Linked DNA regions of Mus musculus: all the other regions are linked to region 3. A link is a contact called in public HiChIP or PLAC-seq and promoter capture Hi-C data. All regions are on one chromosome and are shown on one strand. Each heading gives the region's core, a stretch centred on a gene start, on an enhancer-like site or on the middle of the called end of the contact. The rest is flanking DNA. Distances are from core to core; before and after follow the strand shown.

The links. Promoter capture Hi-C pulls out the DNA fragments that hold promoters and counts their contacts. HiChIP or PLAC-seq counts read pairs in DNA pulled down with a chosen protein or histone mark.
Region 1: a contact with region 3 is called in a promoter capture Hi-C map of the HPC-7 cell line, with 2.5 times the contacts expected there. The contact joins the enhancer-like site here to the promoter of Ndufa12 in region 3. A contact is called at or near these places in 4 of 39 promoter capture datasets (the 3T3-L1 cell line, the HPC-7 cell line, hippocampal neurons and 1 more), 1 of 484 Hi-C or Micro-C datasets (bone marrow-derived macrophages), 4 of 115 datasets of contacts at active chromatin or transcription factors (bone marrow-derived macrophages, memory CD8 T cells, neural tube and 1 more) and 2 of 9 other capture datasets (adipose tissue and liver).
Region 2: a contact with region 3 is called in a promoter capture Hi-C map of liver, with 2.1 times the contacts expected there. The contact joins the enhancer-like site here to the promoter of Ndufa12 in region 3. A contact is called at or near these places in 5 of 39 promoter capture datasets (3T3-L1-derived adipocytes, hematopoietic stem and progenitor cells, hippocampal neurons and 2 more), 1 of 484 Hi-C or Micro-C datasets (cerebral cortex), 1 of 115 datasets of contacts at active chromatin or transcription factors (bone marrow-derived macrophages) and 1 of 9 other capture datasets (macrophages).
Region 4: an H3K4me3 HiChIP or PLAC-seq map of neural tube shows a contact between it and region 3, with 5 times the contacts expected there. The contact joins the promoter of Tmcc3 here to the promoter of Ndufa12 in region 3. A contact is called at or near these places in 3 of 39 promoter capture datasets (the 3T3-L1 cell line, hippocampal neurons and pre-B cells), 5 of 484 Hi-C or Micro-C datasets (cortical neurons, embryonic stem cells, nephron progenitors and 2 more), 6 of 115 datasets of contacts at active chromatin or transcription factors (SST interneurons, bone marrow-derived macrophages, embryonic forebrain and 3 more) and 3 of 9 other capture datasets (adipose tissue, macrophages and pancreatic islet).
Region 5: a contact with region 3 is called in an H3K4me3 HiChIP or PLAC-seq map of bone marrow-derived macrophages, with 3 times the contacts expected there. The contact joins the enhancer-like site here to the promoter of Ndufa12 in region 3. A contact is called at or near these places in 4 of 39 promoter capture datasets (the 3T3-L1 cell line, the HPC-7 cell line, hippocampal neurons and 1 more), 2 of 484 Hi-C or Micro-C datasets (B cells and cortical neurons) and 4 of 115 datasets of contacts at active chromatin or transcription factors (bone marrow-derived macrophages, embryonic basal ganglia, forebrain and 1 more).

What each region holds. Positions count from the first base shown.
Region 1 is chr10:94,543,552-94,546,432 of GRCm38.p6, forward strand. All of the region lies in intron 1 of Tmcc3 (transmembrane and coiled coil domains 3), which reads left to right. Among named protein-coding and RNA genes, the nearest start is that of Gm40743, 30 kb to the left of the region's middle. Within about 2 kb of position 1,475, at least 300 of the 459 cell types and tissues checked have an H3K27ac peak or open chromatin away from gene starts, as enhancers often do. A contact at or near this core is called in the HPC-7 cell line, adipose tissue, bone marrow-derived macrophages and 4 more, where this site is marked.
Region 2 is chr10:94,461,537-94,464,413 of GRCm38.p6, forward strand. It overlaps a transcript of Tmcc3 not described here. Among named protein-coding and RNA genes, the nearest start is that of Gm32827, 37 kb to the left of the region's middle. Within about 2 kb of position 1,330, at least 54 of the 459 cell types and tissues checked have an H3K27ac peak or open chromatin away from gene starts, as enhancers often do. A contact at or near this core is called in liver, where this site is marked.
Region 3 is chr10:94,197,544-94,200,380 of GRCm38.p6, forward strand. Ndufa12 (NADH:ubiquinone oxidoreductase subunit A12) reads left to right here and starts at 1,492. Exons shown (of 4, transcript NM_025551.4): 1 at 1,492-1,587; 2 at 2,407-2,489. The coding sequence starts at 1,502.
Region 4 is chr10:94,513,386-94,516,357 of GRCm38.p6, forward strand. It overlaps Tmcc3 (transmembrane and coiled coil domains 3), which reads left to right and starts at 1,472. Exons shown (of 4, transcript NM_172051.3): 1 at 1,472-1,719. The coding sequence starts at 1,642. It overlaps Gm40743 (a long non-coding RNA gene), which reads right to left and starts at 1,494. Exons shown (of 3, transcript XR_871960.2): 1 at 1,303-1,494; 2 at 947-1,203.
Region 5 is chr10:94,638,033-94,640,950 of GRCm38.p6, forward strand. No RefSeq gene overlaps it. Among named protein-coding and RNA genes, the nearest start is that of Gm32898, 16 kb to the left of the region's middle. Within about 2 kb of position 1,424, at least 30 of the 459 cell types and tissues checked have an H3K27ac peak or open chromatin away from gene starts, as enhancers often do. A contact at or near this core is called in the HPC-7 cell line and bone marrow-derived macrophages, where this site is marked.

The DNA.
Region 1 (2,881 bases), core at 225-2,724, 350 kb after region 3:
GCCCACTTAGGGTTAGGTGGTCTTACAAGTTGGGTATTCGTGTGGGACAACTATGAGCAGAATTGCTAGGTGTCACAGGGATGCTATGTTAACCCTTTGAGGAATGTCAGGGTTTTCCAGTGGTTGGTCATGAGCATCCCTGCCAGTGTACGTAGGTTGTAGGTGTCCCATCTCCTCCCCACCGCTCCCTGTCTCTTTCTGTCTGCTGAGTAGTATCTCATGGCAATTTTGTGCTGAGAAAATTTTTCTTTCCATGAAAGTTGTCCCTATACACGCTACTAGGTAAAATATCCTTAACTTAATTAACAGTCCAGTACAGATGCACATCCTGTGTCATCCTAGGCAAACGGACAGGACATTCACTCATGGTTCTCCCATGGGGTAGCTGCTGCTTCGTGAGTATGATAGTAGAATATGAACATCTTACCACTGTAGCCAGCTGGAAGCCAAAATAGAATCCATGCCCTCTTCTGAGACAGGCTGCCCAAAGCTGTGAATTCCCTCATCAAGAACAAGTGGCTGAACAAATGCTTGGCACCCAGAGCCAGAATAAAAGCTAGGCAGAATGAATGAATAACTCTAGCTTTGGGAGTCAGGCACAGTTGTCGCGTGGCAGCTTGATCAAGCTACTCAAGGCTGTCGGAACCTTGGTGGTAGTAACTCCGTCAGTCACACGGTGAGATGCGAAGTGCCGGGCTCAGGACAGACACTCAGCTGACGTTAACTCCCTTTCCATATATAGCTTTGTTGTTAGCATCAGATATATTTTTTTTCCCAGATAATGGCAGAGCAGAGGATTCATTGTGTTGTTTAGATATCTTCTCTTTGCAGAGAAATAACGAGCTCTTGGCAAAAAAAAACCTTAGTGCTGGTAGAAATGGATACTGCAATTTGGTAGCTGCTGACTGACACGTGTTTGCCAAACAGCTATTCAGTCTTGAGCAAGCTCACCTAAAAGCGGGGAAAATGGGAGAATCCTGTAGTTTTATCCTCTTTGCCAGGTATTTATTTGGAAACAAATATCTTTGTAAAGTCCCAGCTTAATTTTTTTTTGTGTGAATAAAATGTTGACACGCTTTGGCTTAAGAGTTCAAACTATCCTATGTGAAACTTAAGTGTTAGTCGACACAAAGGTGTCAGACGCTTTCCAAAGGCTCATTGCTTTGATTTTTGATTTTTGGGTTTTTTTGGTTTTTGATTTTTAAGAAAATGTTGGTCTTTTTGTCACTGGAGTCTTTTGGGTTTTTTTTTTGTTTGTTTTTTGTTTTTTTTGTTTTTTTTTTCTTGCCCTGCAGGGAAGTCCTAGTAACAGGCTTCATGTCTGATTGGGTTCCATGGCAACAGAGGTTGTGACTTTATTAAAAGAGAGCCCGAGCATGCCAAGAAAGATAAAAATCAGAACATGGGAGATGTCCGAAGAGATGCATGTGTTCTGAGGGCCGTGTGCCCTGGAATGCAATCGGTTTCTCGTTCGCTGTCCTTGGTCTCCGTTAGCAATATGAGGCCCACAGCGTTGCCCCTGAGGTCACAGGGTTCAGGGCTCTCTCTTTGAAAACACATTTACATGTTTGCTTTTCATTCATTCACTGATCTTGCTTTTAATATCTTTTGATGTATTAGGAAAAATCCAAGCAGTTATGTGAAGAACCTAGGCAGGAAAGGATTCTGGTTTTTAAGGTAGGAGGAGAATATATGGCATCCCTTTTTGGAACTCATTACAGCTGTAAACTGTGCGATGGTGTGGGAGGGCCAATTAGAGGCAATTATAACCAGCTCGAGCTTTCCCTGAGTCAAAGCTTGCTCTGAGCTTTCCAAGCTGGGTCCTGGGAGGGTGGGGCGGAGCAGAGTGCTTCTCCTCCTTGTTTCTCAGTTAGAAAAGCTGATTCTGGTCTACAAGCGGAGCGTCTGTAGCAGGGCTTGCCATCCTTTCTCTCCCGACCACGACCACAAGAGGCTGGCAGTTGCCAGGACCAGAGCTGTTTGGCTCAAAGTGCTAACAGGAGCTGAGGAAACAACGGTGAGGTGGTTGAATCAGCCTGCGCTCCTGCCTTCTTGTTGCTTTCTTTCTCAAGGGTAATCAGTCAGGCCTTTCCCCTCATTCTGATACTGAAAGTGAAAGAAACCGAGGGGCCGGTCAAATCAGACAGGTCACCCTGTCTGTCATCCTCTAAGCCGGTGGGTGGCACGTTCTGACCTGCATCCGGAACTCAGACTTTGTTAGTCACGTACCCACAGCTGCCTCACGGTGAATCAGAAACTTCGCAGATACTTGGACTCTGATGATTAAACATAGCAGGCAGTATTGGTCTGTGAGCAAAGAATGAGCTCACCACGTTCTGGGCCCCCGAGCCATAGTTAATCAGACCTTGGGGAAATTATGTCACTCAGTCAGCCCTGGTTCCGTTCTTCACAATGAGCTCGACCTGAACAGATGCTTCTCAGACTTCCCTGTGTATAATATTACAGCCTGGGCTCCAGCCCAGGACACGGAACCTCCTAGAAATTCTGATTCACTGTCTCGGGTGGGGCAAGGAGGGTTAGAGGCCCCAGGTGATCTCATGAGTAGTTGTTCTGGAAATACCGCTTACCTGGCTCACTGATGGCAAACTAGTTGGAATCAAAACTGGAGGGAGAAGGGAAGCTGTCGGGTATAGATTCCCATTGATCAGGATTAGGCAATGGTGGCCAGGCTCAAAAACAGGGCCCCACTTTCCCAGCTCCCTTCTCGGCTCAAACATAGCTGTCTTCCCTGCCTGCCCCCCACATCTCTAAGGAACCAGAAGGGGCCGAAGTGATGAGAGGCCAGTTGGGTTTGTTCGTTCTCAGTGGCTCACATCCCGGGGCAGGGTAGCTCTGAACACTTACACATTCGTTCCTAGAC
Region 2 (2,877 bases), core at 80-2,579, 260 kb after region 3:
CCCACAAGGTGGCCCACAACAAGCCCAAAGTCTAGTACCAGGGGATCTGATGCCCTCTTCTGGCCTCAGTAGGTACTGCATGCATGCGATGCTCTGCATGCAGACAAAACACCCATGCAGACAAAACACCCATACACAGAAAATAAACAAATCTAAAGAAATTAAAATGCTGGGCATGGTGGTGCACGCCTTTAATTTCAGCACTTGGGAGGCAGAGGCAGACAGATTTCTGAGTTCGAGTCCAGCCTGGTCTACAAAGTGAGTTCCAGGACAGCCAGGAGAAACCCTGTCTCGGGGGAAAAAAAAGAAAAAAAAGAAAGAAAAAGAAATTAAAAGTTTAAATAGCATCTCTATAAGAGTGGGTCCATATTTGCTTTGTAAGGTTTATGTAACTCAACCCATAGGAATTAGCTTAAAGTGCTTAGGAGACAGGAGGCCGAGACCCTTTCCTGGTTCCTTCCATATCCCATGGACTCTGTGGCCGATGCCCTTGGATGACACTCGGGCTAGAAAGTCATAGACAAATTGCATCTTGACGTCAGAACGGATGGGGGAGGAGCACCTGTTGTAGCTTGAGCCATTTCCATCCATTAGCAATAGAAATAGCTTCAGGCAGCAGGCTTGAAGGTTGCCATTTGGCCAGACGCTCTTTTCCCAACAATTCTTTCTTGAATACCTGCCGTGCTCCGGGGGCATGGTGGTAAGCTTTGAGCATGCAATGAACCCAGTGTCCTGAGCTCTGACTTCATGGTTGCCACTTAAGTGAGCCACTGAGTTTCTTTGGACTTTGCTTGAGAGGAGGAGCTCATCTTAACCTCCTAGGATTGCGTTTATGACCTGACATACTGAAAAAGCCCAAGATATTAAATCCCGACGTCTTTAGGTCAGGGTGGCCACACGGCCTTGGATTTTCTAAAACCAGCCTCCTTGCTTACACTCTGTCTTCGTCCACTTGCCCTCAAGTGACCCTCCCTTTGTCCTTTGTCTTATTGTGACCTTGGCATTGTCTGCTCTAAAGAGGACCCCATTTTCCTGATTGCTCAACAATGCTGGCTTCTCTCCTACTTTACACAGTCCTCCTTAAGGGAGAGTCTGAAGATGAAATGACAGAGACGTTTGATTGGACCTTGGAAGGAGAAGAATGTCCACAGATAAAAGATACTGGCAGGGGAAGCAAAAGTAGTTTTCTGCATTAACTACACAAGACAAATCAGATACTCCAATCAACAACACAGAATACAGTTATCATGGGACATCTCTGTCATTTCCTAGAGTCAGAAATAAACAGAGACCAGTTTTGGAGCTGGGCAAGTGGCCAGCCTTGTCGTTGGTGGATCGGAATGAGGCAGGGTCATGCTTGAATAAGGACGCCGGCGGCCAGCTAGAAGCAGCATTCTCTCGAGCACGTGGAAGCAGCTGAGACTTGAAAACACTTGGGGCCAAGCTGTCTGCGCCTGTGGAAGAGAGACCTCCATGTACTCTAAAGACTCGTGACCCTTCACACGCTCCCAGATCCTCTTTTGGTTTTGCTTTATAGCTCATTGTATCAATTTTATGTCTGATCCTATTGGCTGAGGAAGACCCACTACCACCCATGCCCCTGCCCAACTCACTTTCTAATGTCCGGGGAAATCTGTGTCTTTGACTCTGACTGTTCTCTGTCTCTCTCTCGTCATTTATCTGTCTCCAAGCTCCAATTGCACATATGTGTCTACATCACTTGGAGAGTGAAGAAGGACCTCCAGTCTTGTCCCTTAAGTGACTGAGAAGTTCTTGTCTCATTCTTTTTAAATCATACAACACTGACAGAGTGAAAGACTCCAGGGGCCACCTCTTCTTTTCTCTGTCTTGAAAGAAAAAAGAGACTGCAATTAGAAACAGCCAGACTGTAGAGTGTAGGAAATGCTTTCTGTGAAGGGCCAGGTAAGAAATATAATGCTCTAAGGTTTGAGGGCCATGTAGTCTGTCACAACTCCTGAACTTGACTGCATTTCATTAAAGCAGCTACAGGCAAGACTTGAGCACAGATGGGTTTGCAAACTTCATGAATACTGAAATGTTGACGTCATCGGACTCTACATGTCATGAACTCTTTGTCTCCTTCAGCTGTTTAAAAATATGAAAAACATGTTTAGCTTACAGCTCTATAAAAGTAGGTGTGGCAGGGGCCTAGAGAGAGGGATCAGTGGTTAAGAGAACTTGCTAGAGGATCCAAGTTTGGTTCTCAGAACTCATATCAGATGCTTCAAAGCAGCCTCTAATTTGTGCTCCATATTGGATGCTGTATTCTGGCCTCTGAGGGCACCTATACCACCCCCCATACACACACACATGCACAAGCACACACATACACACATATATAAATATATACAAACATATATATGCACACAAGCACACACACATATATACATATGTATATAAATATACACAAACACATATTTATGCACACAAGCACACACACATAAATAAAAATAAAACCTACAGAATAAGGTAGCTGGTGGTTTGGACTTCTGCTATGAGCCATGGTCATTCCTGAGCCCTGGCACAGAAGGAACTTGGAAGTAGAAGAGGGAAGCCTTTTGTTCTGGTTGCAGATTTACTGCTTCTAAGCCTTGGCATCGTCTTAATTCCTAATCTCACTTTCCCCATCTTAAAAATGAGTCCAAAGGGAGCAGGGTGTAAGGTGAGAGTGGAGAGACCTGGGCAAACAAGTCAGTTGTCAAGGTTCACGCCTGCTCTACTGTCCTGCTTGGAAAGCAAACAGATAGTAGAGCTTTGTTCTGGCTCCCTCACACAGAGCTCCAAAAACCCTTGGGATTTCCTGAGTGATAAGGTGGCAGGAATCTGTGTGTTACCCATAATAAACCCCTGCCAGCC
Region 3 (2,837 bases), core at 242-2,741:
ATAAAGCATAGAGAATATGATTTAACTAGTTTACTGTTACATCTGTGTAACAGTACATTTACATGTACATATACATATAAAATGTAGTCAAGAAGCAAGAGCATCAAGTCTAGGTAATAGTTGGGAAGGGAGGAGGAAGGTGCAAACGGGGAAGGATATAGAAGGGGCTTCAAAACTATTGGCAGTATGTCAAGCATCAAGGTTTTGCGGTTAGCCACCCCAAACCTACCAGTTAGAAGTGTGCATTTTCACATGAATGTATAATACAGACAGAGGTGGTCAGGGACAACCTATCTCCATTCAGTCAGAACAGGGGTCTGGCAGAAATCATGGGTTTAAATCTCTGTAGTCACTGAGTATTAGTGGCTGTTAGCTGGGACTTGCAGTGGGACAGAATCTGGGCATGGCCAGAGTCTCTCTGTTCTGCTCCTTACTGCCTACTGGCTGTGTTCTAAGGGAAAGAGCTGGAGGCCAATTTGCCTTCTATCCTGCTATCAGAAGTCTCCTGTGACTCCCCTGCATTCTAGTCATCAAAAAACATACATATTGTGAGGAATATGTAAAGACACACAGGGCTTGGAAACAATATGCAAATAACGCAAAATATTTTTAAAATGAAATTAAGAATATTAGCTGCTCTTGCCAAGGACCTGGGTTTGATCTTAGCCTACCTTGCAAGCGTGAGAAAAGAAGTTACAGCTCAGAGCCCATGTAGAAAATTCGGGTATGGTGGCACCTTTGTAGACTCAGTTCCAGGGATGTGGAGGCAGGTGTATTCCCGAGGTTCGCAATCTGGCCAGCCTTGTCGACTTGACACTTAACTATTTTTAATCTTTAATTTTATTAATCCTAGTTTCTTCTTTCTTTTCTTTTCTTTTTCTTTTTTATGGCTAGGGGTTTGCCAGTATTGTTTATTTATTTTATTATTTTGTAAAGCACTAACTCTGTGATGAAGTCTACCTAGTGTCTGTGCTTACACCTTGCAACAATAAAATAACAAATCCTTCAGGTATTTTACTTAATCTTATTCTTTGCAATTCTTCATCACTCATCTACCAGCATACCGACGCTTAATGAATTCAAAATCATACGCACTCTGTATTAAATGTACAATACCGCTGTGGGGTCAGTAATGCATTTCTTAGCTTCTAGTGCTATAAGGAATTTTTGGAATGTGCGTCATCGTTGTCTGGAGGAAGAAACTTATTTCGACAGGAGAAACTCCCATCTGGGAAAGCTTTGCTTGGCGTACTTCTCCCCGCAGGGTCGCTTTCTGGGTACAGCCTCCGAAAACATTAATTTCACCTTTAGGAAGACACCAACCTGTACTGTAAAACCCCAGATAATCCTCCCTGCGCGACCTCCAGCTCTGCGCCTGCGTAGAACGACCTCCGCGGCCGGTTGACGAGCAGGAACCTCCAAACGGTGGCGCCTTGAGTATCTCGTCTTCCGCCCGGCGGGTTTTACCCGAACACGGAAGGGGCGGACCATGCAGATGAGAATGGAGCTGGTGGAGGTCCTGAAGCGCGGCGTGCAGCAGGTCACCGGCCACGGCGGCCTGCGGGGCCTCCTACGGGTTTTCTTCAGGTAGGAGGCCAGGGCTAGACCCTGGGTCTCTGGGGACGCACCTCCGCTGGCTGCTTTCCTGGAAAGGAGCTCAGATTAGATCACTTTGGAGGTCCAGGGATCCGGTCAAGGACAAGTTCAGTCCCAAGAGTTGAGTTCCTTGGACTGAGACGTCTCTGGGCCCTACTCAGCCCCTAGTGGCGGAGCTGTGACGCAGGTGCTAGGGTAGCCGGGATGCTCCGGGCTCGAGTCCTGGGGTGTAATGAGGCTTAGCATAGCAACCCCTCTACCCCTCACGGTGACCTTGGGCAAGTTTTCCTCTGCACTGTGTACAGTAAGAAGTTGAAGGTGGCGATCATGCTAGTCCCGATTAGCCCCATAAATCGCAGCAAATCCGGAGGACCAGTGAATAATCCAGGGGACACTCGTAATACGAAGATGATGAAGTACTTTGACTGCCTGAAGGTTTTGCTAACTTAGTGTCTCAGGGTGCACGTATCTACATACGTGGACCGTAGCTGGAAAGTAGTGTTTTATATGCAATCTAAGCACATCAGTTGTTTGGTTGATTACCCCCCCCACACACACACACCTGTCTGCATGCTGCTGGGACAACACAGGAGACTCCAGAGCTCTTTGCCAGAAAGTTAATTCGTGAGCGTTGAGTGGCAAGAGCCTTCGGCTGAAGGCTAGAGGTGTACAAGCAGCGAGCATCCCCCGTAGCATCTCGTTCTTGTGTCGATGCAGAAACAGTCGGTGGTACGGTCTGTTTCTGGGTTTGTCTTGAACAGTGTGAATCATTCTGAGATGCCTTTTTTTTCCTCTGTGTACTTCTTAAAGGGCAAATGATATAAGGATTGGTACACTGGTGGGAGAAGACAAATATGGAAATAAATACTACGAAGACAACAAGCAATTTTTTGGTGAGTGCAGTATTTTCTTTTTCTTTTATTTTTTTAAGATTTATTTTATTATTATATGTAAGTACACTGTAGCTGTCTTCAGACACCCCTGAAGAGGGTGTCAGATCTTGTTACAAATGGTTGTGAGCCACCATGTGGTTGCTGGGGTTTGAACTCAGGACCTCTGGAAGAGCAGTCGGTGCTCTTAACCGCTGAGCCATCTCTCCAGCCCAGTATTTATAGATTTTGTGTGTGTGTGTGTGTGTGTGTGTGTGTGTGTGTGTGTGTGTGTGTGTGTATAAATGGATGGGGTTAGGATTCAGAGTCTAGTTTTGACATCATGCATGAACAGATACTAAGTGACTTGGA
Region 4 (2,972 bases), core at 222-2,721, 320 kb after region 3:
AGTTTTAATAATTTACTCTACTTTTGTGGCCACATTTAAGATGTATACTCAGTGAAAAAACGATCAATAAACAAACAATCCTCCCATCTGCCCTGTAGCTGCTCAGTTCTCCTTTCCCAACTTAAGCTGCTTGTTCACTTATTCCTGTAGCTTTTTTTTTATCTTGTCAGAAATGTGCCCTGTGTATATATAAGCACAGGCATATATCTATATTTATGTATATGTATGTATGTATATGTATCTATATTTCTCTATATAGATATGATACACATTGCACTTTCAATAAATGGTAGAACACTATATTCTCCAGCACCTTGCTTTTCTTCACTTAACTATACATGCTAGAAATGACTCCACAGAGGGCCATCGCAACTGCTACACTTGTCTAATACTCCACTAAGTCGACATGCTTGGTTCCCTGGTCTCCTTGTGAGTGAATGACACATAGGTCAGGTTGTCCTCAGTCTTTGAAAAGGCCTCCTATCGAGAGTTCTTTATCTTTCATCAATGCCTCTCACAGGACTATCAGATAGATGTCTTAGACTTCCATCCTGATCTTGTCAACTTCTGGTTCAGGGAGCCCAGCAGCTTGCCAAACACCCACAGAACAAAGCTGAACTTAATGTTGAAAGTACATTCCCCCCACCCCCTACCCCCGACTCTCCGTTCTTCTACCTGATCCCTTTTTGCCTGAAGACACCCACTAAACCGACACCTTGAGGGTCCCCTCCCCCACCCCCACCCAACGCACAGACCTGTTTTCTCTCAGCCAGCTAGGGGGATAAACACCTCCTCCCCTCCCTGTAGGCAGATCACACTGCACTCTGAGCCTGTTAGGATCAGTGATTTAAAACCTGCCAATCCGGTCTCAGGGGCACGTCTCACGAAACCACTGGACCTTGTGTAGTTAATTTGGGGGTTAGGCAACCGATACCGCATTGATTACCAATCAGTACTTTTTCTCTTCAGATTCCAAATTCCTTGTGGGCAGGGAGCACTCGCTGGGACTAGAGAACGCTCAAGTGGAAAGATGTCCCGGTTTCAAAGTAGCTTACAACACAGTGAGTCACACAAGCACAATTAAGATACACAACACAGTGGGAGTGCCGCTCCGTGGAATACTAGATGGGAAAATGCCCCTCCGTCCTGGAATCCTTAGCCCACTGTCCAGGTCCAGGAAAGCTGTCCAGCAAGTAAGTGTGCCTGTTGAGTGAAATATGTATATATATTTCATTAAGGCATCCGGCAACCTCCTGTGTGCTCAAACCCGTCTTTTTTATCACACTCAAGTGGGTCCATAACCTGTGCCAGCGTCGCTCATCTGAGCCGGGAGAGGCGTGGGAGCGCGTGGGCCCCGTTCGCAGGCAGGGAGGGCAGCTGAGCCCGGCACCTGGAGCGGGTCTAGGCGCCGCGCGGGCGCAGGGGCGGGGAGCGGGGAAAGGGGCGGAGACTGTCGCCCGCCTCCCCACCCGGGCGGCGGCGCAGGGCCGCGGGGTGTCGGCAGCAGCTGCAGCGGCCCGCGCCACCCCCTCGGCCGCGGCTCCGGGGCGAGGGTGAGCGGAGCACGGCGAGCAGCTGCCACCCGGCGCCGAGTGGAGCGGCAGCCCCGGAGGACGCAAAGTTGTCAGTCTAAGCGCAGACATGCCGGGCAGCGACACGGCGCTCACCGTGGACCGGACCTACTCAGACCCCGGCCGGCACCACCGCTGCAAGAGCCGGGTGAGGGCGCGCGCAGGGCGGCGCGGGGGTGCGAGTCTGCGTGGGGAGGGCGCGGGCCGGGTCGGCTCGGAGGCTCAGCACCGTAGAACCCAACGCCGGCCTCTCCCGGCCGGGAAGGTCCGGGGAAAACCTGCGGCCCGGGGACGCTGGGCCACCGCTGGAATCGGAGGCTAGCCAGTCCTATTCCACGACGGTGTCGCCGGGCTCTCCTCCCCGCCAGAGAGCGCACGCTGCCTGCCGGGTCCCCGGGACTCCCAGGGTCTGGCTCCCTCCCGGCACAGCCACCTGCAGGGCTCTGCATTGCTGCTGCGTCCCCTGCCTGGCAGCTGAGTCCCCTGCACTGTACGCCCGGGACGCGCTGCCCAGGTCAAAAGTCGATCTCGGCATGGACGCTCCGGAGTTGGGAGCCGTGCAGAGCGGGTGCCTTCGCCACGGTTTGCAGCCTAATTTGCTGTTGCTGATTTTGGCTGTGAGCGAAAATAGCTCTTCTGAGCAAGCTGTGGAGACCGGCCATGGAGGGCTTCACTATAAAGACGGAGGCCACAGCCCCAGCTCTGGGCCCCTCCTGAGGAACACTTTCCCTTTTGGGAAGCTCAAGTGTCCAGCAAGGATGTGACACCCCCCCCCCCATCCCTTCTTTTGACGGACTAAAGTGCCATTTGAAACAGCACCTCCTCCACTCTGGCAGGCGGCACCTGGAGTTGTTCTCTGAGCCTCCCAACTTCTGGCTTGTCCGAGGAACTGGGGATTCGATGTCGGCTTTCTTGTATAAAGTTCGTAGAGATAGACCGGGCAGAGTTTCTACCCTTCCACCTCTAAGATCAAGTTGCGGCCATAAGTGATAGGCATATGCAGGGGTCCCTTATATATAATGTGGGTATGCAGTCACAATTTGAAACAGTAGTCGATTCTCCCAGAAGTGGCATGTTTACCTCATTTCTCTTTTCACTTTAGCGCCTCTTAATCAATTTAGGAAAAATGATTAAAAAAAAAAAACCCACAAATTTAATGAGTTTGGTGGAATCGCTCCTGCATCGACCGACTCTTTCTCGGTTTCATTAGAAGTTTCATAACAGTGCACCAGGAAAGTATTCCCAAACTCCCTAAGAAAAACATTTAGAGTTTTGGTTACCTGCAGTCAGAAGTTTGCTTGGGAGGGCAACTACTCGCGAACCCAGCTGACTGAAGGAAAGGTCTTTTTTCATAAAACATTTGTAACCCGGTGGGGGTGGGGGACAAACGTAATAGAGCAG
Region 5 (2,918 bases), core at 174-2,673, 440 kb after region 3:
TTGGGGCTCGTCCCTACAGTCCCTATCCAGCTGATGGGATTTTTCTCTATCTCTGTTCTGTTGAAGACAACTTCACACAAAGTATTGTATATTTCCTGCTTCTACTGTGTCTTCTTGACCAGACTATTTGCATCCGTTAAATGTTTTTCCCCCCTCTCTCCCCTGCTGACAAGATCCCCTCTCGTCATTTAAATTGCAGCTTTACATTCATCTCCATTCCCTGCCACACGCTGCCAAATTGGGAAATGTCTATTAGTCACTCTGCAAAAAAAATTTTTTTTGAGTGTCGGCTCTACAGAGCACTGTCATCAGCGCTGCACAGTACACTAATAATTATGACACAGACTTTGTCTTCAGATTCTATTCAAAGGTAATTCTGGAGAGAGAAAGAAACTAAGTGTGTGAAATGACAGGTAGTAAAACTACACAATAAATCACATTTTTAAAAAATCACCATCAAATCCTATTGATGCCCAGTGGGAGGAAAGGAAGATAGCGTTTGGGCAGGGCCATGAACAGATGAACAGGATTTAAATTGGAGGGAAGGAAAGAGGTGGACAATCTAAAATAAAAAATAAATGATGTCTGGATCGCAGGGAGGTCCATGGAAAGGTAAAGCCATTGCGGATGACAGGATGTAAGTGACTGGAATTGAACGGGGGGGGGGGGGGTTGCTCAGTAGCTTCTCAATAACGTAAAAGCGGTGTTAGAAGAGGAACTTGGAAGCCTGGGTCAGGATGAAGAACTAGAAGTCAGAGAAACCAGTCACAAGTCTGGTGTAATGCTGGTACAGAGCACAAGTACAAGTACTCCACAGGGCATTTCCCATCAACCAGCCCCACACAGCAGTGCCCAGGGGCTCCCAACTACCAGGCATTTAACCAACATATAGAAGACATGTTTCAGCAACCATGATTACAAGGATCATAGGACATATGAGCCAGGAAGGGGGACAGAGTCCAGCTATATAATCTTTCAAAATATATATCCTTCACAACATCACACAGTAAAGCCCCGCAAATGATGGATTTCAAAGGATGGGCCCAGGGACAGGCTTGCCAGGGAAAGGTACCTTATTTGGGGATGAAGACAATATTCCCAGGACTATCACAAGCAGGCACATGTCCAGCAAGCAGGAAGGGAGGCCTCTTTTGATACAGAAAGGAACTTTCTCCAGAGCCCCCTTACAGTGAGTGATGTCTTAGCTGGTGTCTCATTGCTATAATGACCACAGCCACTCTTATAGAGGAAAATATTTAACTGTGGCTGGTTTGTAGATTCAGAGGTTCAGTCCACTATCATCAGGGCAGGAAGCATGGCAGTGTGCAGGCAGACAGTGCTGGAGAAGGAGCTGAGAGTTCTACATTTTGGTCCACGGGCAGCAGGGGGACACACTGGCCAGACTTGAGCTTATAAAACCTCAAAGCCCTGCCTCCGCAGTGATGCACTTCCTCCAACGAAGCCACACCCACTCCAACGAGGCCACGTCTCCTAATAGTGACATTTCTTGTGGTCCAAGCATTCACACACATGAGTCTCTGAGGACCATCCCTATTCAAACCAACACAAGTGATCACTCTTCAGTGTCAACTTGACTGGGTTTAGAATTACCTGGAATATATACCTCTGGGTGTGCCTGGGTGGATACTTCCAGAGAAGTTTAACTGAGGAGGGAAAACCTACCCTGAATGTGTGTAATACCATCCCTTGGGCTTGGATCCCAGACTGAATGAAACCTGGGGGAAAAAGAGCAAACTTAAAAGCAACCATTACCTCTCTCGGCTTTTTCACTGTGGATACAGCATATCCAGCTGCCTTGAGCTCCCGCCACCACGCCATCCTTTCTTGATAATCTGTACCCTCAAACTGTTCCTTAAGAATCTTCTGCCACAGCTGGGCGGTGGTGGCGCACACCTTTAATCCCATCACTTGGGAGGCAGAGGCAGGCAGATTTCTGAGTTCGAGGCCAGCCTGGTCTACATAGTGAGTTCCAAGGACAGCCAGGGCTATACTGAGAAACCCTGTCTCAAAAAAACCCAACCCCCCAAAAGAGAGAGAGAGAGAGAGAGAGAGAGAGAGAGAGAGAGAGAGAGAGAGAGAGAGAGAGAGTCTTCTGCCACAACAGTAAGAAAAGCAATGAGTAAGCCCATCAGGCTTCTTAGAGCCCTTTCCTTGCCATTGGTAATCCGTCATGCTGGGCTGCAAGAGAAGCTGAGAGAGCAGACATTGCAGACTGTACACCGGAAGTGTGATGTTGACCACAGGGGAGGAAAGGGAAGGGGTTTTACCCCGCCCCCCCCAAAAAAAAACTCAGTGAAATACTAAACACAGACTTATTTTGCAGACATTGTTTCAGGTTCAAATGACTTCCGAATGACTTCTAGTACATTAAGCAAGGTAGAAATGACCCGTGGAGGGGGGTTTGGGGGGAGAATACGTCTCCCATTCCAGAATCTTCCAATTCCATCCCTCCCTGCAGCAGCACTAGATCTTGGTTGGAAACCTTGTTAAAAGGTTTAATAAGGAAATGCTCTGCTGTCTGGAGTCAGGGAGAATGTGAAGTTTAACTTCTGTCTGGGAAGTGGCAAACTGTAAGAAAGTTGACTTTGAAATTTGTCAGATAGGTCAGGCCTATTTGTAGCTTTTTAAAAAAGGCCCGAAATCATGGGGCTGACAGGAAGCGAAAGGGAAGCAGAAGCAGCCTGCTCCTCATCCCTAAAATTGCATCAAGTCCAAGTCTTAGAATAAAATAATTTTCATTTTCTTATTTCTTATCCTAGCCAGCATTTGGATCTAGACTTGAGTTCCTTGGGGGGACACATCGTCATTATGCAAGATAGGAAAAGGAAAGAAGCCCATGATTTTTTAATGCTATATTTATGAACCAAATAAATATGTAATTATAGCTAGAAACAGGG